4 separate regions of the Mus musculus genome follow, and all the other regions are linked to region 1. A link is a contact called in public Hi-C, HiCAR-type and promoter capture Hi-C data. All regions are on one chromosome and are shown on one strand. Each heading gives the region's core, a stretch centred on a gene start, on an enhancer-like site or on the middle of the called end of the contact. The rest is flanking DNA. Distances are from core to core; before and after follow the strand shown.

Evidence for each region. Promoter capture Hi-C pulls out the DNA fragments that hold promoters and counts their contacts. A called contact is a pair of places that touch in the nucleus more often than the background predicts. HiCAR-type assays count read pairs that join an accessible place to other places.
Region 2: a promoter capture Hi-C map of hippocampal neurons shows a contact between it and region 1, with 3 times the contacts expected there. The contact joins the enhancer-like site here to the promoter of Pcp4 in region 1. A contact is called at or near these places in 5 of 39 promoter capture datasets (the 3T3-L1 cell line, cranial neural crest, embryonic stem cells and 2 more).
Region 3: a Hi-C map of cerebellum shows a contact between it and region 1, with 2.7 times the contacts expected there. The contact joins the enhancer-like site here to the promoter of Pcp4 in region 1. A contact is called at or near these places in 13 of 39 promoter capture datasets (the 3T3-L1 cell line, 3T3-L1-derived adipocytes, cranial neural crest and 7 more), 1 of 15 datasets of contacts at CTCF or cohesin (large pre-B cells), 14 of 484 Hi-C or Micro-C datasets (the AtT-20 cell line, the N1E-115 cell line, adipose-derived mesenchymal stem cells and 9 more), 1 of 115 datasets of contacts at active chromatin or transcription factors (astrocytes) and 2 of 9 other capture datasets (adipose tissue and liver).
Region 4: a HiCAR-type map of astrocytes shows a contact between it and region 1, with 4 times the contacts expected there. The contact joins the promoter of Dscam here to the promoter of Pcp4 in region 1. A contact is called at or near these places in 6 of 39 promoter capture datasets (the 3T3-L1 cell line, embryonic stem cells, hippocampal neurons and 2 more) and 3 of 115 datasets of contacts at active chromatin or transcription factors (astrocytes, embryonic forebrain and forebrain).

The regions. Positions count from the first base shown.
Region 1 is chr16:96,465,918-96,471,524 of GRCm38.p6, reverse strand. It overlaps Pcp4 (Purkinje cell protein 4), which reads right to left and starts at 3,919. Exons shown (of 3, transcript NM_008791.3): 1 at 3,735-3,919. The coding sequence starts at 3,743.
Region 2 is chr16:97,207,672-97,212,893 of GRCm38.p6, reverse strand. No RefSeq gene overlaps it. Among named protein-coding and RNA genes, the nearest start is that of Dscam, 40 kb to the right of the region's middle. Within about 2 kb of position 2,618, at least 17 of the 459 cell types and tissues checked have an H3K27ac peak or open chromatin away from gene starts, as enhancers often do. A contact at or near this core is called in hippocampal neurons, where this site is marked.
Region 3 is chr16:97,285,494-97,290,964 of GRCm38.p6, reverse strand. No RefSeq gene overlaps it. Among named protein-coding and RNA genes, the nearest start is that of Bace2, 68 kb to the left of the region's middle. Within about 2 kb of position 2,149, at least 76 of the 459 cell types and tissues checked have an H3K27ac peak or open chromatin away from gene starts, as enhancers often do. A contact at or near this core is called in the AtT-20 cell line, the N1E-115 cell line, adipose-derived mesenchymal stem cells and 6 more, where this site is marked.
Region 4 is chr16:97,168,978-97,174,103 of GRCm38.p6, reverse strand. It overlaps Dscam (DS cell adhesion molecule), which reads left to right and starts at 3,369. Exons shown (of 33, transcript NM_031174.4): 1 at 3,369-3,870. The coding sequence starts at 3,828.

The DNA.
Region 1 (5,607 bases), core at 2,670-5,169:
CAGCTACACGGTTCTTCCACAGACCCAATCGTGCACACAGAGCACCGGCTCCAACTCACCTTGGCACTGGGGTCCGAAAAGCCAACTACAGCAATGATTCTCACCTTAGTTCCTGTCATCTTTCTGACTCTCCACTGAGCTCCCAGGAGAACACACTGGGTGATGCCCCCAAACCACTGTTGCATGATTTTTTTTTATTTAAAATTTTTTATTAGATATTTTCTTTATTTACATTTCAAATACTATCCCGAAAGTCCCCTATACCCTCCAGCCACCCTGCTCCTCTACCCACCCACTCCCACTTCTTGGTCAGTCCCAGCTTTCTTCTTTACTCCAAGACAACCGTCTTCAGGTGAGAGGCAATAGATCTGTTTTGGTGCCTGGGATACATATATGGGTGTGCACATCTGCCCTTGAATGTCTTTGATCTCATCTCAACCATTTTTTCACCTGGCATAGTCTTTTCACTGAGGCCAGTGTCTACATGGACCAAAGATCCTCAGCCCTGACCCTAGGTTAACCCATCTCACATAAATCAAAACAAGCAGAGAGCCCAGGACAGAGCTCTGAGAAGGGTCTCATGTTTAAGTCACAGCTTTTGCCAGATATATTACGTAGTGGGATGGCCTTCCTATGTACTTCCCAAACATGGCGGTAGGTCATGTCATGCTTTAAATCCATTCTCTGTTAAAATCTCATTCGTGGCTCTCCTGAGTTAGGTTTTTTTTTTTTTTTTTTTGAAAAGTCCCTTAGAAGCAACCCCCCACCCAGGTGAGGACCTAGGGCAGACTTGCTCCCAGGAATTCTCTTCTTTCTTGGGTGTGGCACTTCGTAACCTTGGGCCTTGCTGGGAGAACTTCAAATGTGGTTATTAGACTTAAGCCTACATTTTGATCCCAATTCATCTTCTAGATTGCTCCAAGCATATCTGACATACTGTAACACGGATGTGAAAATCGGGTGCACCACTCTCACAAGGCCCTAAATTTGGACTTTATTTCCAACCAAACACTATACTTAAACTATTCTATTTGACCACATGTCATTCCCCTGCCAAACACTAATAATAATAATACATAACTAAATAAATAATGGTTAGTTCTGAGGTGTGAAAACCACACCACACTAAGTTGTCCAGTTTAAAGCCAGCTTCAGGATCAGTTTACTGTTCTCCCTTCACCTTCAAAGGCAAAAGTCCCAAAAGTGCAGAGCTGACCCCAGGGACCTTTAACCTTTCAGGGTCTTCTCTGCTCAGCCCAAGCTTGTATCAACTCAAGGATCTCTGGAGTTTCTGCAGCTACAGTGAGCCCTGAGGACTACAGAAGGAAACATTCAATACACACACACACACACACACACACACACACACACGTGTTCCAGCCCCCAAGAACCCTGACAGACAGAGGGAAATCAATGTCTCTGCTTTGACCAGCAACTACTCATACAAGCACATTAATGACAGTGTGCCTCCAATCCTGCCTGGGAGTTATTAACACTGGAAGCCATTTGTAGTTCATTCAACTAAAGAAACACTTCAGGACTTGGTGCCCTCCCCAGCTCCTTGGCTGTTTGTCCCTCTTATTAAATGTTGAAAGCAGATTTAAGTTTTAATCAAAGGAGAAATTTCTTTTCTCCAAAGAATACCAGCGGTCTAGGGACTTGGAAATGAGCCAGCAGGGGGAGCTCAGGGGCAGCGGTGGGAATGAAAAAGACAAACCTGGTGCAAGGGGAAGTTGGGGTGTAGGACTGCGGACACAGACCCAGGGTCTGCGCCTTAAGGACTTTTACCCACAGGATTTAAGGAATTCACACTCTGATTGTGATACTAAGTCATGGACAGCTGGAACATTGTAGGGAGTTTGAGGCTGCCCTAGTTACAGGGTCAACAGAAAGGAGGTTGTGACCCTAACTGTGGGTTGAACTCTGGGACAAGGCTCTTCCCTGGAGACCCACACAGTCATCTGCTCAGCTGGGTGACCAAGGAGGCACTGGAGGACTTCTCTATACATGAGCCTCAGCATAGAATGAGGGATAGGGCACTGTCGCATGTCGCTGACTGGACACAGGAGAGGGTCCCTGTTGTGAGGTCAGTCTGCAGAGCCTGCCGTTTCTAGGCTCCTTCTTGATGAGAATCTGTTGAGTTCTGAATGGGAAAAGCTGTCCACACAGCCATCCCTTCTTCCTGCAAGCAAGGTGAGGTGTCCATAAACCTTGCGCTTCTGAAAGATTAACGAACCCAGAGGGAAGCCCCTCCCCCAACATGTAAAGGAAAAGAGACCTTGTCCTCAATGCCCTTGGTCTTCAGAGCCCTGCTTGCTTTCCCTGGATTCTCTACCTCCTTCTGCCCCACCCTTTCCAGCTGTTCCAGAGCCCCACACTCATTTATTTGGACAGAGCCAGGCACCAGGTACCAACTACTTCAGTGTGACAAGGCTAGCCCCAGATCTAGCTGGCGGTCTTGAATCGGTTGGTCCACTTCCCTGTGCCTCAGTTTCCTCCTCTGTCACCGACTGCCCAGGATATGGAGAGGCTCACAGAAGGGGACACATGTGGGAGTGCTTGGCACTGCTCTCAGCATTTACACCATGAGGCAACCAATGGCTGTCACTGTGGCTTCTGTTCCCAGGGTTGCCAGGAGACTCCCATCTCCCAGCCCAGATCCACCCTCCTCCTCCCCCAAGCTCTTGGCTCTCTCCCAAGTCCTGTGCCTGGGTGCTGCACCACCTTGCCCTTCTGCCTGTTGTTTGGATCCAAAGCTGTCCATAGAGGAGAGAGGAGCTGCGAGGAGACATTTGATTTCTGAAGTTGTTAATTCTACTCTAGACTTCCAAAAAAAGATCACCCATCTGTCAAACATTTTTTTTAAATAAAATACAAAGAAGATAACAGATCTTTCACAGTAATTAAGTATCAAGTGAGAGGAAATGAAAACAGACTTGGCTGGGCATCTAGTTGAAGAGGATAGCACTGTGTAACCCCAAATCTTGTGGGAGAGATTACAGTTGCTTTTTAAAAGAAAAATATGCAAGCCACCAGCTTGTATATTCTATATACATTTAATCAGAAAAGGGTCTTGGGTTTAAAATGAGCTCTTTTGCCAACACTCCCTGATGCCTCAGAGGTAGCAGTTTCTCTCTCTCTCTCTCTCTCTCTCTCTCTCTCTCTCTCTCTCTCACACACACACACACACACACACACACACACACTCAAGCTTGGACTCCGAATGTTTTCCAGGGCTCTGATTAACTGATTAACTGCAAGCCCTGTCACAGACAATGATTCTGCAAGAGCTGCACTTAGGCACAAATCCTAACCCCCTTCCCCACCTCTTTTCTGAGACCGGATTTCCCAGGTGGCTAGCACTGTCTGCTAACATTCAGATTGTATCCCAAGGAAACACGTGAGGACGCACTCCCTGGAGAAAGCACAAATATTCATGAAAGAATCAAATAACTGGCTTTCTCTTCAGAGGTACAAAATCCTAAGTCATAGATCAGAAACAATATACCTACATCCCTTTCTCTTTCTAAGGCTAATTTCAAAAGTTGCAAACTTAGCAAATTTCTACACTGCATTCAAACAAAGCTATCAAGACAGCCTATGCTCAAAGCAAATAATAACAGGATCCATCTACCCCTCAGCCCCACTGGGCACCTTTTGGGTTTCTGAGAATCCCACAGGGGCAGAGCCTTCTCACTCTGCGGTTTCCCTGTGAGAGTGGAAGGATTGCTCACCTCACTCATGTTGGCCTGACTCCGCAGCTAGGTCCCACAGAACAGCTCAGAAGGCAATGCTCAGGGGTGGCTGCTTCCCTGGTCCTGGCTTTTCTCTTAAAAAGAGCTGCTGGGTGGCATCATGCCTCCCGCCAACCAATGAGAGGCATTCACCTGTCTGAACGCCTGCAGACATCCGAGAGCGCAAAGAGCCACCTAGTGGAGCACAGTGGAACTGCGTGGCAGGTCTCTGCTCCGTTTCCATCCAGGAACCAAGGAATTTGCTGCACACCAAAGCATCCACCCTAAAAGGATTCTATACCCTGCTGCAGAGATACTTGGTCATCCATGATCATGGCTGATCAGGTCACAATAGCAAGGAAAGAGACTCGTTCTAGATGCCCATCAGCAGTCAAAAGGATAATCAAGCTGCAGTATAGAAGATTTTAAGCCATTAAAAAACGGGGGAAGGGGGGAAATCATGACATTTGCAGCAAGATGGAAGAAAATGGGAAATATTACAGCAAGTGAGGTACGCCAGACTCAGAAGGACAAATTTCCCTGCTCATATGGAGATCCTGACTTCAACTTTTTACTGATGTGTTTATTTGAATGAGGGTGGGTTCAAGGGGTGGGGGTGGGGAGGGTAAACTACGACTTGTGATATGAGATTGAACAGGGAATACTGGGGATAGAAAGAAATAAATGGGGAGGAGGGGCAAGAAATGGTGGAGAAGAAGGGGTGGGGACAGCCAACTGAAACTCAAGACGTTTGAAATGCCACAAGGAAACCTGTTGCTTTGGAAGGTTTTATTTATTTTTATTTTTTTAATTTAAAGGAGAGAGAAACATAACAGTCACAGGCACACTGATGGTCACAGGACTGCCCCTGCCGATGGACTGGGAGGTGCAGGACTCACACCCTCTGGGACTGTATCTTACATGTCTATAATTGACAGACTCTGTTTCTCATTGAAGAGCAATGGGAAACTTTGTATGGAGTGGTTCTTATCCCTCTGGGCTCCCAGCTGTTCCCGGCCCCCTTTGGGGGCACCAGCTTCAGACTTTAGAGTTGACCACCCTCTGTTTAGAGTCCCCCCCCCAATCTGTCTGTCTGCTTGGACCCTAGAGTGGAAGGACATGTCTGTAGTGACCTTTGGAGTCCAGCAGTCTTGAATCCCACTTGGCAGTGACATGAGAGAAAACATCTGTTTTCACTTAGGGTTGTGACAGCCCCACCTAGGGACAGGACCCCATAAAAGGTCTCCTCACTTTGGCCCTGATGAGCCATTGGGGAAAGCAGCTCCTTTTTATACCTCTCAGTCCAGACCTTGTGAGCCTGGAAGTGTGGTGTCTGCCAGATAAGCAGCATTAGAGTGTATGCCCCAGCTGATCATGGTGAATATCAACATGACTAGCAAGACCATGTTGAGGGCCCCCCAAACCTTCCTTGGTGCCCCCAATACCTGTCCCAGTGCCTCCTGTACCCAGAAAGACCTGCACGACACCCCCGTCTACTGATTCCCTCTTCTCGGCTCAGCTGCATTCTCCTTCCCGAGTTGCCAGCTTTCTGTTCCAAGTTCTAACATCATGGCATCCTCTGTGTGTCTCCAAATGGAAAGGGCATGGCCAGAAACTGTAGTACACACATGTAGGGGTGTGCACATGTCGGGGTGTGAGAGAACAGGGAGAGGAAGACAAGAGCTTCACCCACAGCTCCTATGGGTCCCTAACCTAAGCCAGAACCACTGTCATGGACATCATGTCTTCCAAGTGGAAGCACTGGATGTTCACCAGGGTGCAAATTTCACAGAGGGAAATATATGGACAGTATGGTATACAATATGTGCATACATGTATGCCCCTATATGTATGTATTACATGTACATGTCGT
Region 2 (5,222 bases), core at 1,369-3,868, 740 kb before region 1:
GGAGGTATATTTGTATTTTATAATAGCAAGAGAAAGTATAGAGAACCCAAATCATCTCTCTTTTACATTGGTCACTGATTTACTATCAGCATGGAATGGGCAATGAAGCAGAATTACATCTTAGAGAAGCACACACAACAGGCACACAAATGCACATAAATACAGAGTATGTACACAGGATACATAAGCAAAACATATTACACCTACAGAACACATAATAAACATATATATAAACATGAGACACATATAATACATGTATAAAGAGAATACACAGGTCCAGAGCACACAAGCATAGAACATGCATATAAACAAAATACAGAGACAAGATTCACAAACAGAACATATACATGCTGAAGGACATCACACATATACAAATACAGAGACCACCCATGTATAGACCGAAGGCCCAAAATAGAACATACACACAAACATAAAACAACACAGAACACAATGCAACACATAAACATATCTTTCTTGCCTACATAGTGATTTTAATGCCAGTGTGACCTACATGGGATGTTGTCTCTCTTCACTCCACAAAAAAACAAACCCCTAGAGACTTTTAGTTGAGGTGGAAAGTGTGTCCATAGACTTGCCTCCCAATACACATTAATCTTACCTTGGATATTCAAATCCCTCAGTTAAGTCCAGAACTAGACTTCTCAAATAGCAGGGGAGGTTTTTCTACAGGTCCTGTGTCATTCTGAGTTCTTCATGAAATTTCCATTGTGCTACTCTAAATTGAGCTCTGTAGACATGATGGGCATAAGGACTGGTGACTGGCAACACCATAGGAATGAAGAGAGTGTGAGTGTGACTCTTGGTTTCTCACACTCTGAGGACTTGGTCCTGGGGCTTTAGGAGTCAAAGCATGTGTATGTCCACACCATTTGTTCTGTGTCTGAACAGCCACTCCATGGTTGTCCTCTCTTGACCTTATCTTTCTTTATTGTGACATGCTCAGTGACAACTCCACCATGGCTGCAGTTTCTTCTCTTAACCATCCATGATAGCTTATCTTTATTGTCAAGTTGACTCACTTCAGAGTTGTCTATGGGAATCTCAATAGAGGATTGCCACAATCATCTTGGCCTGTGAGCATGCCTATAGAGCATTTTCTTAATTGCTGTTGATGGAGGAAGGTCCAGCCCACTGTGGCCAGTGCCATCTTTGAGCAGATGGGCCTGGGTTGTATTAGAAAGGTAGCTGAGCAAGCCATAGGGAGAAAGCCAGTAAGCAGCATTCCTCCATAGTCTCTGCTTCAGTTCCCACTTCCAGTTTCCTGCCTTCCGCTCCTGCTCTGATTTGGGGATGGACTTTAACTCTTCCCCAAGTTGCTTTTAGTCTTAGTGTTTATCCCAGCAATGGAAAGCAAACTAGGACAACAAAAGTAGAAACTGGCACATTTGAAACGAAGATTATTTTTTTCCCACTGTGGGTTTTCAATGTGAATGGCTATATATTTGTGTGTGTGTGTGTGTGTGTGTGTGTGTGTGTGTGTGTGTGTGTGTGGTGTGTGTGTGTGTTGTGTGTGTGTGTGTATGTATGTATCTGGTTCATAGTTCGTGAAATTGTTTGGGAAGGATTAGGTGTGGCCCTTTTGGAGGAGGGGTGTCACTGGGGATGGACTTTGGGGTTTCAAAAACCCATGCCATTCTCAAGTGAGCTGTTTCTCTCTTCTTTGTGGTCTTTGTCTCAAGATGTAAGCCCTCAGCTACTGCTCCAGTTCCATGTCCGATTGCCTGCTGCCTTGCTTTCTGCCATGATGGTTATGCTCATTCTCTGAAACTGTAAGCCCCAATAAACATTTTGTTCTATAAGTTGCCTTGTTCATGATGTTTCATCACATTGATAGAAAAGTAACCAAGTCACCCAGCAGTTGCCATTTATTCATTATCTGAGTTTTAACCTTTGATAGTGTGTCTGTTTCCTACAATTCAGAGCATTCTTCCATCATTCTCCAGCACTCACCATGCCGTGGGACAGATGCCAGTGTGTGTGAAGTGCTGGGTGATGACTTGGAGCTTTTAGTGGTGATTTTTACCCTTAGGATGGGCAGATCCTAGAGAGCATTTAAGATACCCACATTCCTAACACTCCTAAAGGATTCTGAATTACATGGTGTTATTTCAGATCAGAATTCAGGGATGGTGTAAATCCCAAATGTGGGTCCTGAGTGTTAACTGGCCCCTTTTTGCTCCAAAGAGACCCACAGAATCAGGCTCCTCAGGCTGGCCTCAACCTCTCCAGAGGCAAGCTTTTGTTAGACTAAAACACCTGAGTACTGGGTAAGAATTGTAACTGGCCTCTCCTGCTTCCTCACCATCATCCAAAACTTCACATTACAAGGAACACCATGTCACCTTCCTTAAGTCTAACAGGACCACTGGTCAAGTTGGCACCAGAGAAATATGTAGGGAAGCCTGGAGGACAAGCTAGAGATGAGCCCTAAGCAAGAAATAAATAGTTGCTTTGCATTTCCAGAGCCACTGAGAGCAATCCCTGAGCATTAAAAATCATGCACCCACATGGAATAATTGGAAGTGAGATGTGAGGGAATAGCATCGTGCTGATCTACTTACAATGGAATGAATGGCTTCTCACAGCCAACTGCCAGATGGGCCACTGCAGTCAGTAACTCCAACGCTGAACTTCCCCCGGGCGAACAGACAGTTTTACCACCAACTGTGGACTGTTTTTTCCTTTTCTCCCTTTTTCTGAGGTGGTCTGGCACTGGTCCAGAGCTTTCTGAGATCTTGCAGAGGGGAGGGGTACCTGCCCAGTGTCTTGCAGTTTCTTGCTGAGTGAGCTGAGCCTTAGAGGCACACAGAGGGCCTGGATGTGCCCTGCTTTATTCCTCTGCAGTGATGGCTCAATTTGTCGTAATTTATAGGAAAAAAAATATGCATGGCTGTGTCACCTGAAGAACAGGGATGGTACTGTGAGGACTTTGTTGTCAAATAGAATCATCAGAAAGCTTCCGCACCAAGGGGATTCGGGAGCAGATGTCAGGGAGACAGTTGGCAGTGTGGAGAGTACAGAGGATAGGGTCTCGGTTCTTCTCAAGGACACTGCTCTTCTTATAGGTCATGTTTGATAGGGAGCTTCATTACTAAATCTGGAGACTGCAGAGATGCAGAAGAAACCAGTTAGGACAACATTTTACAAGTGTGGCCCAGGGGGCCTCTGGGAATTCCACAGAGCTTTTCTGAGCACCATGAGGAGAGAAAATAATTAATAGCATTGTAGTTACAAAAAGGTCTTAAAGTAAGAACAAGATGACATTTTTTCCCACTGACAATTAATCATCCTTTTGATATAAAGGTTTATCAGAGTTTTCTAGACAAAGTCAGTAGGATGGAGTGAAAAAAGATAAGAAAGAGAAATGGAGGAAGGGAGCAAAACGGAAGATGGCAGGAATGAGAGGGGAAAGGGGGAGAGAAAGAAAAGGATAACAGGGTAACTGACAGATCGATAATGGTTAACAGATGATATAAGAATGATATAAGATATAATAGCTAGCTAGATAATAGATTTTAGAGATAGGGTGGATGATAAGGATTGATAGCCTATCAGTAGATATTTATTTGTAGATTATAGATATATGGATGGTAGATGATTGATAGATGGATGCATAGATAGATGGATGGATGGATTGATAGATACAGATGATAGATGGATATATATATAGATATAGATAGATAGATGATAGATAGATAGATAGATGATAGATAGATAGATAGATAGATAGATAGATAGATAGATAGAAGCTAAGTAGATCAATGATAGCTATTTCTCATATGATTTTAAGCACTAGAAAACTAACTAGTTCCAGATTAGATGAGGAAGAACTCTCTGGAAGGTTATCATTCCCTCAACAACATCTTAGGAAAGGCAAGAACACAGCTGGGTCTCCAGGTGGAGGAGGAATGGAGACATTATACAGCTGAGGCTCCTGGCCATGTCTTCTCATTTCTGCATGTGGGCAGTTTTCCTTTTCTCCTCAGAATGCTGGCTTTTCCACATCATGAATACAAGCAACAGTTTATTTATCACTCTGAGGGTCTAGATGTTCTGGAGAGAAGACCTGTTTCTCCTCTTTAAGTCTAATGTCATTAGGTTAGGTTGATCAGTTAAGGACGTGGGGGAGGTAGGTAGGAGTATTGGGTGCAGGCATCATCCACTGAACACACATATCCATCTAAGCAGCCTCTCTAGAGGTCAACAAGGTGCCAACAGTAGCATCTCTTTGCTGAGAACTCAGGAATGGGGGAAGGATTCGGCTAGAATTTGACTTTAGGTTTAAGCAAGATGGAAAAACAGTAGACACAGAAGTCACATGCCAGAGAGTAAGCACTCCAGCTATTAGTGTGGCACCCACACCAGAATCAAGCAGGCTTTTTCTAGCCTTCCCACATGACTCACACAAGGAACCCAAAGAACCTTCAGGTTAGTTCTCTCTTTTTCTAACCACATTTATCCAACAGCATTGTGATTTCCGTATTTTGATGTCTACAGCAAGCCACTTTGCCCTGCTAGCAACTTACTATTCTCAGCTTTATTTTTCTGAGATTTACTGTAATCAGGATGCAGGGATGCTTCCCATCCTATACTTCTTTCCATGTCCCCGCTACTTCTTCACCTCCCCACCATGTTAAGGATGGAATCTGGAGTTTCATATGTTCAAGACAAATGCTCTAAATGAGGCCATAGGAGAGGACTAATTTCCACCCTCCTTCCCATTACAAGAAGCCATATTCTGTGTACACGTGTGTTCCAAGCCCCAGAGCATATCAGTTGTTTTTAAGGGAAAAAGAGCTGAAATGAAGCTTCTAAGGCTGTGACTTTTGTTCTTTAGAATATACTCAGAGTGTATGGCCTGGGACCAGGCTGTGAGCAGACACTGTTTAAAAGGCCACTAAGGGGGTTGGATAGCTGAGCTCTCCTGAGCAGAACTTCCTTTAGACTTCCCTGGCCTCAGTCTACTCTCCCTACTCTCCCTCCTGTTCTCAGGCCCCGTGAGGTAGTGATGGGGATTTGCTCTGTCAGTAGCAGGAGACCTGAAAGAGGCAGAAAGCAGGTGGACAAGGTGCCAAATGCTCAGGCATTTGCTGCTTTGGCTCTCTTGCCCTTCTGTGGCAGATGTATCCTGTGCCTTGTCGGCCATTCCTGCTGCCCCTGACCTGATGTGGGCTGGCTGATAGTTAGCACTGAGCACTGTG
Region 3 (5,471 bases), core at 900-3,399, 820 kb before region 1:
GTATTCCGGTTTTACAGAGATATCTTTGATCCGTTTGGAGTTGGGTTTTATACAGGTTGAGTAATGGGAACATAGCTTCAGTCTTTAAATGGAGCAGAGCTGGAGGTAACACAGCACCGAATTTAAAGACACAGGGACAAAGCCACCATGTTACCAACATAAATACAGAAAGTCACATGGAATAGACTAGAGGACCCAGATGTAAACCCATGCCCTCTCATCCAGAATACTCTTAGGCATCAAAAACACACAGAATCAAAAACAGTTTCCTGAGGTGGCTGGAAGCTGGCTCAGTGGTTAAGAACACTGCTGTGTTTTGTTGGTTTTTTTTTTTTTTCAGATTTGGTTCCCAGCACCCATGTCTGGAGGCTCACAGTTGCCTGAGACTCCATCTCTAGATGATCTGACTCTTTCCTCTGACCCCTCTAGGCAACACCCTCCATATACATAAATATAAATAAAATAATCTTAAATACAACAAGACAACTAGAGACCTCTGGTGGGAGATAGGGAGATGTCACCCAAGACTGAGCCTTGCGTTCTTTGAATGGCATCTCAGGAAAGGACACTATGCAAACTGTTCACACAGAGATGGTGCCCTGAGCACCCCCAGTGTATGTGTGCTTAATACAACCCTGCAGACCTGCAGACTGTACCCTGCAATGTCACCTGGGCTATAAGTTCTCATTGTTTTTCAAAATGTATTAAGGTTGTTGCTGAGAAAGGACAGAGAACTAGAGAGTGGGAGAGGTGCTTCTTGAATGTGTGTGTGTGTGTATGTGTGTGTGTGTGTGAGTGTGTGTGTATGTATGTGTGTGTGTGTGCACATTTCCCAGGCTTCCCTTTGTCAGATGTGTCTCTTTGCAAAAGTGGGTTACTATCAGCTGAGATCTACTTGTTCCTTCAAAGGTACAACAAAGCCCTACGAGCAATGCCCTCACCTACTCTGAGAGCAGACAGGGGCTCATCTCTAGCATGGAGGCTCTAATCCTGCTCTCTCAGTCTCTATCTGTGTTCCTCAGCCTTCCCTGGACTGAGCCTCCCCCTATAGGTAGCCACAGTCCCACTGACCAGTGTCCCTGTACTCATAGTCAGCCCCAGTAAGAGCATGCTCTCATTTTTGAGCCCTCCAGGGAGGTTGTTACCTTAGTTATTTTTTCTATTGCTGTGATAAAACACTATGACCAAGGCAAGGTATAGAAGAAAGAGTTTATTTGGGTTTATGGTTCTAAATGGTTAGTATCTGTGATGGTAGAGTGAAGATACATGGGCAGGAGCAGGAAGCTGAGAACTCACATCTAGAACTGCAAGCATCTGTGTTTGCTCCAGGAGGCCTTGGTCCCCCGCATCCCATAGGCAGGTCTGTGCCGGGCTACCTCAGAGCACTATTCAGACTGACCTGGACCAAGGTCATCATGGTGCATGAGTGTTTGAACTATGAATCTTCAGAATTCTCAGTGGCTCCCTGTCTCTTGCTCACCTCTGCAGATAGGGAAGACGATACAACTGTGGCAACTTTAATGAGATTCACCCCACAGTTTTAGGTACTTGAATACTCAGTCCCCAGCTAGGGCTGCTGTTCTGAGAGGTTTAGGAGGAGGTGTGGCTTTACCTGAGGAAGTTTGTCACTGAAGGCTATGACAAGGAAGTGAGACATGGTGCTCCACTTGATGGCTCGGCTCAGTGGGGATCTCAGAGCTCTGTAAACAGTGGACTTAGTGTCTCCCTGCCATAGTCAGTCAGTGCTTGGGTCAAGGTTTAACAGAACCACCTTTGCACGAGACCCCCCCTTTCTCACTCCCGTTTGGAGCCAGCTGGCTTTCACACACAAGGTCTAAATGAAATGCTATCAGAACTCCACCCTGCTCACATCCATTCTGTCTGGTTTCACCCACCTCTAATCTCATTTTTTTTTCTCCTCTGGTGCTCATCAGCTATAGCTTGGCATCAGCTCGGCAAAGAGATGCCTCCAAAATTAAATTCACAAAGGCCTTGGCAGCTGGTGCTAAATCCAGTCCTGACGTCGTCGTCTTTTGTCATCATCTCCACCCTGGGTTGCAGCCAACTCCCAGACCTGGGAATGGAGAAAGAGAGTGGGGCTTCACGGTGGATCCTGTCTGGCATGTGGGAAGGAAGCTGAGTCATGCTGAGGGAGCGATTAAAGGCTCTTGCCAAAACGTACTCTGCTCCTTCTGGGGGGGGTAACCCCTATGATAGGCACGGCTGCCCTGTGGTCAGGAAGAGGCCTCAAAATAATCAGGGCTGCAGCAGCCCTGACTCTCTCTTTTTACAAATTGCTTGAGGTTGGGCCTCCCTGCTTATTCATATTTCATGCTCTGCCCCTTTCCAGGCTGAATGGGTAATGGGTTGGGGAAAGCAGGGAGACCAGCGTGGCTACTTGGTAAACTTTGGGGGATTGACCGCATCACAGGCCTTTAATTCCCTTCAAAATTGCTGTAAAATATACTGTTCTTGCTCACTGTTCTACACAAAATAATATACTGTCCCCACTCACTGCTCTACAGAGCTGTTTTCCCCAACACAAGTGACATTATGCAGATTTTAAGCCAGCAAACCCCACTCTCTCTCCAACTCCACTGCTCATGTTTTTCTTTGAGAATTGTCACCTTCAGACAAGGCATTGCTGTCAACTTCCTCCTTGCCTGGCACTCCTTCACTGAGTTCTCTGTCATTGGCTGAAAAGACATCTTGTGCTAAGGGCCCTGCCTGGGAACATGTTTATATTTATAAATACATCATCTTTAAAGTCAGCACCAGAGGTTGTTGCCTACACTGCGTTCTCCCAGAAAGGCCTGGTCTCAGATTGAGCATCTCATTGTGTATGAACTTGGTACCTTGGCTCTATTTTAGAATGCTCAGTTCAGTGTAATTACTACAGTTTCTAAAGGAGTTACTGTGTAATTGCCACGTAGTTTATTTCGTGGTAACTATGCAATTAACTTGTCTCGTGTCTCTAAACGGAAAATACTGTAATTCTAATACAAATGTGTGGACTGTTAGTGTTCTTCGCCACGTTTAAAGTATTGTAGATGTTTTCTTTATTTTTCCTTCCTTTTCTTCAAGTAACATATAAAGTTTAGTCCATTATTTCTTCTTTCTCCCCTCCTCTTCTCCTCTCTTTCCCCCTTCTTTCCTTCTCTCTCCCTTTTGTCTTTTTAGGCTAAAGAAAGTTAAGATTGCTAAAATTTTGCTGGAGACCCCTAAATTATCAAGAAACTTGAGACATAAATATAGCAATAGTAGCTAAATTATCTGCAGGGATGAGTGCTGGGTTGGGACTCTTAAGAACCTCTTGAGGTCTGAGGGAAACTAAGAACGAGGCCAGGAGAAAGTTGGTTGGCCTGTTATTTACTTTCCATTGTATGACAGTTGGGTATATAAGGGAATTGGCTTGACTTGAGCCCTTTGTGTTTTCTGGCACAGGTGGGGCTAGGACTTGAGGGTGGGACTTGAGGCTCTATGAATGTCTTCAGGATATTCCACCTATTGTTTAAGGCAGAAGAAGGAGACAGATAGAATTGCAGAGTAATAAAAGGCTTTACAGACTGGAAGCAACTTCAGGGCTAATTACATCCTAGAAGAAAGTGGGATGTGCCAACTCAAGGACTTTTCCTTTCTTTCTTCCTTCCTTTCTTTCTTTCTTTCTTTCTTTCTTTCTTTCTTTCTTTCTTTCTTTCTTTCTTTTTTTTAAACTATCATTTGTCTGTGGTCAGCATAGTTAGTGTGTATATAGCACACTGAAATGATGGCTGAATTTCCCCCCATCTGACTCAGGGCATAGCCCTAGGCATAATTTAGGTCCATCTAATAGACCCATCTGTCCATCCCTCTATTCCCATATCCAAAGCATATAGAATGCTTAGGCTCTGGGCAAGAAGGAAGACACACTTCTGTCTAGTGGGAGTAACCCACAATTAAAGGATAAGCAGAGAGCCTGATGCTGGAGCTCACTCACAGCTGGGAGAGCAACTCGCTCCAAGCACAAATGCTGTGTGGGCCCTGGATGCTCTCCAAGGTGCCGAAGAAGCAGCTGCAACCCACCCTCCTAGAGCATACAGAGAACAGATGGGAGGACACATGAGCACACGGAGAAATTGTGGGGGATGCCATGTTCTGTGTTCTTCAGGGAGAAGGAGAAAATATGGGGAAGGCAGGGCTGTACTGGACATGAGGGCCAGGGAGGAAGGGTTCTGAAATAAGTGATCAAGTCAGAGCCTTGCCCTTGGAGACATTTGAAGAAAACAGCCTTTAAGTGTGGAAGCTGGAGACTTTTGTTTGTGGAGCAGAACGCTGGAGCCAGTGACCTGGGGCAGAAACCCCAGAACCAGGCCAGAGAGACTGAAGACAGTTGCATGGAAAGGCTAAGTGTGTAGGGCCTCACTGCCATCTTGGCTTTTCTGCCTGCCGGGAAAAGTCATGGGGAGATTAGATGTCCGTCACCTAAAATTCCCATGCTCTTGACAACATCTCAAGATTCTGGTTGTCAAAAGTGAGGGTGATGGATGTGATGGTTGTCCTGGAGGTGGGATGGGGCCCGAGACCCCAAAGCACCCCCTTTCTCTGCTTCTCACATACGCACACAGACGTTTCCTCACCCTGCTGAAGTAGGAGAGCCTCGGACTCACCATGACTTTTCCTGGAGGCTGTGGAGGAAGCTCAGAGCAGCTGTGTCTGGAGTGCCTACAGGCTTGGCGGGGGCCTAGTGAGCATTCTTGCCTAGGAGGTGGTGAAGTAATTAGCTGGTGAGCTGTTTTCTGTTGGGAAGAACGGGGTGAATCATGCTATCAGAATGATACAATTATACTGGGTATGTTGTGGCAGCATACTGTGTCTTGATGTGTAGTTGTAGTTAGCACGTAAGTGATTGAGCATTTCTGCTGGTGGAGTCCCTACTGGGAAGTATGACTAATGTTGAGGTGACAGCCCCTCACATATAAAGTGTGTTCGAAACAAAGGGTGGCACCAGGACCAGCTATGTCCTTGGCTCTCACCCAGGCTTCAAGCTCCCATGCAGTCATGTTCTTGTATGAGTTTAGACAAGAGTGTGGGAAGGGGGCTCTCAAAGCATGATCATGTGTATATATCGACAATTTATGTCATGTGACAAGGTTGCTTTTTTTTCTTGTGTGCATGTGAAATGGTCAGTGCACATGTATGTAGAGGTCAGAGGTCAGCTTTAGCTGTCATTCCTCAAGCACTGTGGTTACATTGTTGTTTTGAGACAGGGTTTTTCACTGACCTGAAACTCACCACATAGGAAATATTACCTGGCCTGTGAAACCCAGAAATCCTCTTGTCTCCACCTCCTCAGTGCTAGAATTGTCCATGTGTTCCTCTCACACTCCCAGCACTTTTTTTGTGAGTTTTGGGGCTCACACTGGAGTTCTCATGCTTACAGGACAAGAACTTGTCTAAGTTTTCCCCTAAAATCTTTAGGTCCTTTAGAAACC
Region 4 (5,126 bases), core at 2,120-4,619, 700 kb before region 1:
TGACTGGCTTCAATTTAAGCTGAACACACCCTTTAGACAAGACTCTGTCTTGTCCATGCTCATTGTAGGTGCAGCTGGGCCAGTCTCCTCCAGTCACCTCAGTAGTCATCTAAGATGAGAAGAACAGCCACCCTGACCCCATTTTCTATGACTAGAAACTGAGAATGAGAGAGGAAATCTGAGCTTGTACTTCTAGTTTGGGGTGTACCTGCTTGGGGAGGTGACTTCTGCTGTTGTTACTTGTTGGTTTGAGGCAGTCTTTCTTTGTCATCCAGGCGACCCCAAACTTACCATCCCTCTGCCTCTGTCTTCCAAATCCTAAGGTCACAGGTTGTATCCCTAGGGCTGGCTTTTAGAACACTCAGTGTGAATGAGGGCTGGTGTCTTCATGCATGCTTCAGGACATCTTCCCAGGCCTCTGACCCCTGCTTTAAGGCACCCCAGTCTTACAGTTAAACTGTGATCCTTTCTTGCCCATTAGTAGATAAAATCCTTCACAGTGCCTCACACATAACCTTATTTGGTAGTAGTGTCATCACAGGTTGCAGATGTAATTAGCTTAGATGTGGCACTTCCACTGTGAAATAAAACACTCTGCCCAAAAGCAACTTAAGGGAGGAAGGGGTTAATTTTAGCTTATACTTCCAGGTCAGTCCATCACTGAAGGAATTTGGGGAAGGGACTTGAAGGCAGAAACTCTGGAGGAACACATCTTACTGGTTTATTCACAGGATTTTACCAATCTTTCTTCACACCTAGCTTTCTTACACAACTCAGGGGCACCTGCCTAAGGATGGTGCTGCCCACAGTGGTCTGGGCCCTCCTACAGCAATTAACAATCATGGCAATGTCCATAAGCTCCTCTTTGGCAGGGCTCTGGGCTGCTCCTCTGTGAAGGTTAACCTCAATTGTCACCTGAGAGGTGGGCACCTGGCAGTGCTGTGGAAGAGCACCTTGATTAGGTTAAGGTGGGAAGAAGGAATACTATGGGTGCCATCATTTCCTAGGCTAGGAACCCAGCTTGTATAAAAAGGAAGTGGGCTGAGTATAGTCACTCAGCACTCTCTACTTCTTGACTGCAGCAAGTGCAGTGTGATCTGCTTCTGTACTGTGACTTCCCTGCAAGGTCAGACTGTGTTCCCTGAACTGTGAACTGAAATAAGCCATTTTCCTCTTTGAGTTTCTTTCTTTCTTTCTTTTTTTATCATAGCAAGACAGAAGTATGAAAAACGAAAAATATGAACACAACACCACCACCCCCCAACTCCCTTACACAATCTCCAGGTCTTGACCAGTCTCTATCATTATGGGTCTATCACCTTCTGTGGGTTGTGTTCTTTTCAGTGGGTGGTCTGTTTCCCACCATTCCTCGCTGTCCTTGATGGAGATCTGGATGTAACTGGATCATTTAGTGAAGCACCCAGAGTGGGGCTTGGCATTGACTGTCCTACTCCAGAGTGGCATTGTCATGCATGTCCTACAAGCCATTTATGCCTCTGGCCCACAATGAACCAGACACTGGGGACAGCTTTCCAGTGTAGATGTGTAATCACTTGGGTATCTCCTGATACCTTGGAACTGTAATCCCTAAGGAATGGGAAAGCATTTCCCATTCCCCATCATGGCTATGCCTAGTACAGGAGCCAGGCGGAAGACAGGGAAGCAAGGCAGCAGATGTGGGCCACTTGTGTGGCCATGGGTTACTTTGTAACAGCTTGGCATCTGTGTGCAGCTGTGCCCTTCCTAACTATTCCCAACAGAGTGAGACAGTAAACAGAGAGTGACAGATACCATGGAAGAGACAGAAAAGGCTGCAAAGGAAAGGACACATTTTCTACTAGGATATTTTAAATGGTGTATTTCCTTCTTTTTGCAAAAGGAGCCCTTTATTTTTCTTTATACCAGATCCCCAAATTTATATAGCTAGCCTAGCTATATAGAACCTTAGCCACCACTGGCCATGGTAACCAGGCACTAGGCCTAGGCTGCAGAACACCGCAACCATTATAGTTAGAAGTGCTGATGATTTCATTCTGTATGCCAGGGCAGGAACACTCATGAGACGCACACGTATGCTTAGAACTGGTAAGTGGAGGTAGTGGTTTGACTCCAAGCTGTCTGCCTCAGCTTTGTCTTGAGTGCTTGGCTACCAAGCCCCAGCTGAGCCTTAAGATGGTTGGAGTACCTGAAGAATTGTGCCCTAAAAGAACAGGAATGCAGGGAGGGAAATCAGGCCCACTGCCTGCCAGGGAGCACAGCTTTGAGGAACAGGGAGTGAAGAAACACCCTTTGCATGCAAAGGCAGAGGACACTGGGGTTCGTGTGTAGCTGGCAGAGCTGGAGGCGCAGCCTGAGTGGGCGGCAGCACGTGACCACCTACAGCTGCAGAGCAATGGCAGCCAGTGCGGCGTCAGGGCTCAGCTGACCCTTCCTAACACAGGGCCTGGCCATCTTGTGCCCAGCCCTGGTAAAGCACCATTTTATTTCTGCCTCAACATTTGCTTTTCTGGGCTATTCTGTGAGCCGTTTTAGGGGTGCCTAATCTGTAAGTGCACATGTAGTTCAGGCAGAAGATGCCTGATAGTCTGCGAAACTATCTCCATTTCCCATGAAATGGTCCTCTCTTGCCTTCCCTCAAAGCTTTCCCAGTCCATAGTCCTGGCCGTGTGCATTCAATGTTAGACTTTAAATCAGGGCACATTCTGACTCTGTGGGTCATTATTTTGTAAAGTGCCAGATACGGATATGTGCTTTTTGAAGGGCCTTTGTTGAAATAGTATCATTACTTCAAGATCTTTCTGGAGACCCATTTAGGCCATGGTCTGCTGTGCCAAGAAAGGGGTTGCATGTTGGGACTCAATACGCACTATCAGCTATTTTAATCAGTTTTTATACACCACTCAGAGACCAAAATTAGAATCGCTCATGTTTGCACCCTAGTATGTATTAAAGATAATTAAAAATCAGCCAGTGAAGTCAGAGAGCTCTTCCCAGGAGCCGCGAGGACTCCAAGGCAGCATTTCCCTCTAGGCAGATGGACTAGACTTTTCAGGGAGTCAATACGGACTCCGAATCCTGCTGCACATCGCATCAAAACTGCTAACGCCTCGCGGTCACCTCTGCCTAGCTGGCACCCTTCCGGAGTGGTCAGCCCCCGGCCGCATCTCATTAACAACCTGCAAGAACAGAGCTACACACGATGGGCTGTGTGGGGACGCGTCTCTGAGCCTCTGAGCCTCTGAGCCCTGGGTCCCGCCGACTGCGTGATCCGCCGCACTCCTCTGCTGCTGCTTTAAGACTGCAGAGCGCCCCAGCGGCCAGAGCAGGGGAGGGGTCCCCGCTCGCCTCCGCGCGCGGCCCGCCGGGCTCAGGCAGGGAAGGGCAGCACAGGGGACCCGGCGCCCGAGGCCGCCGCAGCAGGATGAGCCTGGCCGCGCGCCTGCTGCCTGGCTGCGGAGGGTGAGGCCGGCGCCCGGGAGGCCGCCGCCTGGCCGCGCTGCGCATCGGGGGGCGCCCGGCATGAGCTCGCGCCCGCGGCTGCGGCTGTGCGCCCGCGCCTGGCTGCCCGCGGCCCGCTGAGCCGAGCCGAGCGCACGGCGCACCTGGGCTGTGTCCGCGGCGCGGGGCGCGGCGCCCGGGAGCAGGTGTGCGGGGGCGCAGCAAGCGGGGAGCGCGGCTGGGCGGCTGGGCGGCCCCCGGGCAGGTGGCGGGCAGCAAGCGGAGCCGGGCCGGGCGCGGCGGAGCGCAGCGCAGCGCGGGGGGCGAGGCCGGCGCGTGGCTCGCTCGCTGGCTCGCTGGCTCGCGGGAGGCCGGGCAGCAGCAGGGGCATGTGGATACTGGCTCTCTCCTTGTTCCAGAGCTTCGCGAATGGTGAGCCTTGCGGTCTGTGCTGATTCCTGTCTGGGAAGGGGCCCGGGGGATGGGTGCGGTGTAGGGGGTTGAATGCATGGGTGAAGTCTTTTCCCTTTCCTTTCCTATCCGGGTTGGAATGTTCGTGCATGCGTTTATTTATTTATTTAAAAAATATATTTGCATTGCTTTGGAGAGGTTAGGCGATACTGATAGGAGGCCGGGGAGGCATCGCTCTGCAATCGTTGGAAGCAGCCTACCTAGCTAGCTAGCCAAGTGCCAGCTCAAAGCCTAACTCCAGAGCTAGACAGCTACCTCATCAGAGCCAGGCAGGTTTGGGAAGAAGAGAAGGGAGATGATCATTGCCACTTTGAATATCATAACCAGAAAAGGACATGGCGTTAGGAGCGTAGGCAGGTGCAGGGGTCAATTAAGACAGTAGCCCTCAGGTTCTGCACTCTTGAGCCTTAAAGCCTCCGCTTTAATTCTGCTACAGTTTATCCTTGAAGGCTGTGGGAAAGATGCGTCTGTCTGCATCCCCCTCGTCCCCTGGACACTACATGTTCCTCGCAGTAGTGTATGTAAAAATATGCACTGCTAGGCATTACATCATCTGTAATGTTGACAAATTTTTTAAAAATCACCTGTATACTTATAAAAGTGAAATTGGTGAATGTTGTACATGGTGTTTCCCCCTCATGCGCAGCTCAGTATAGCCTTTTGAGATGCTTTCTTCCTGATATTTAGAATCTATGGCTTTTGATGGAGTCAGACCCAATTAGTAAGTGTGTCTGCACCTTAGGCTGCCTGTCACAGTGTAAATATGAACTTACATGTATGAATGGCTTTCTCTCCTGTGGCAAAGAGAGGGAACTGTTATCATTTGGTACCGCTTGGAAGCATCCAGGGCTTCAATACCCATCTTAAATGTGGAACATCTGCATAAAACGTATAACCTGCTGACAGTTAAAATTAAACCATTGAGAGAGAGAGAGAGAGAGAGAGAGAGAGAGAGCACGCAAGTGAGCGAGAGAGAATGTGAACATGAGAGAATGTGAATATGAAAGAATGAATATATCTGGTCTTTACAAGAAAACAGGAGAGGGAGAAGCCAAGGGGAGGCTGTTAAGATTTTTCTGGAAGATACCCAGGGAAGCTGTAAGCACTGGCTGTATTTTCTTTGCAGACTTAGAGAACAGCTAACCCACAGCCAAAGGAAGGACATGATATTTCCCAGGTTTTAAAAACAAATGACTAAGGAAAGATGGAGCCAAATG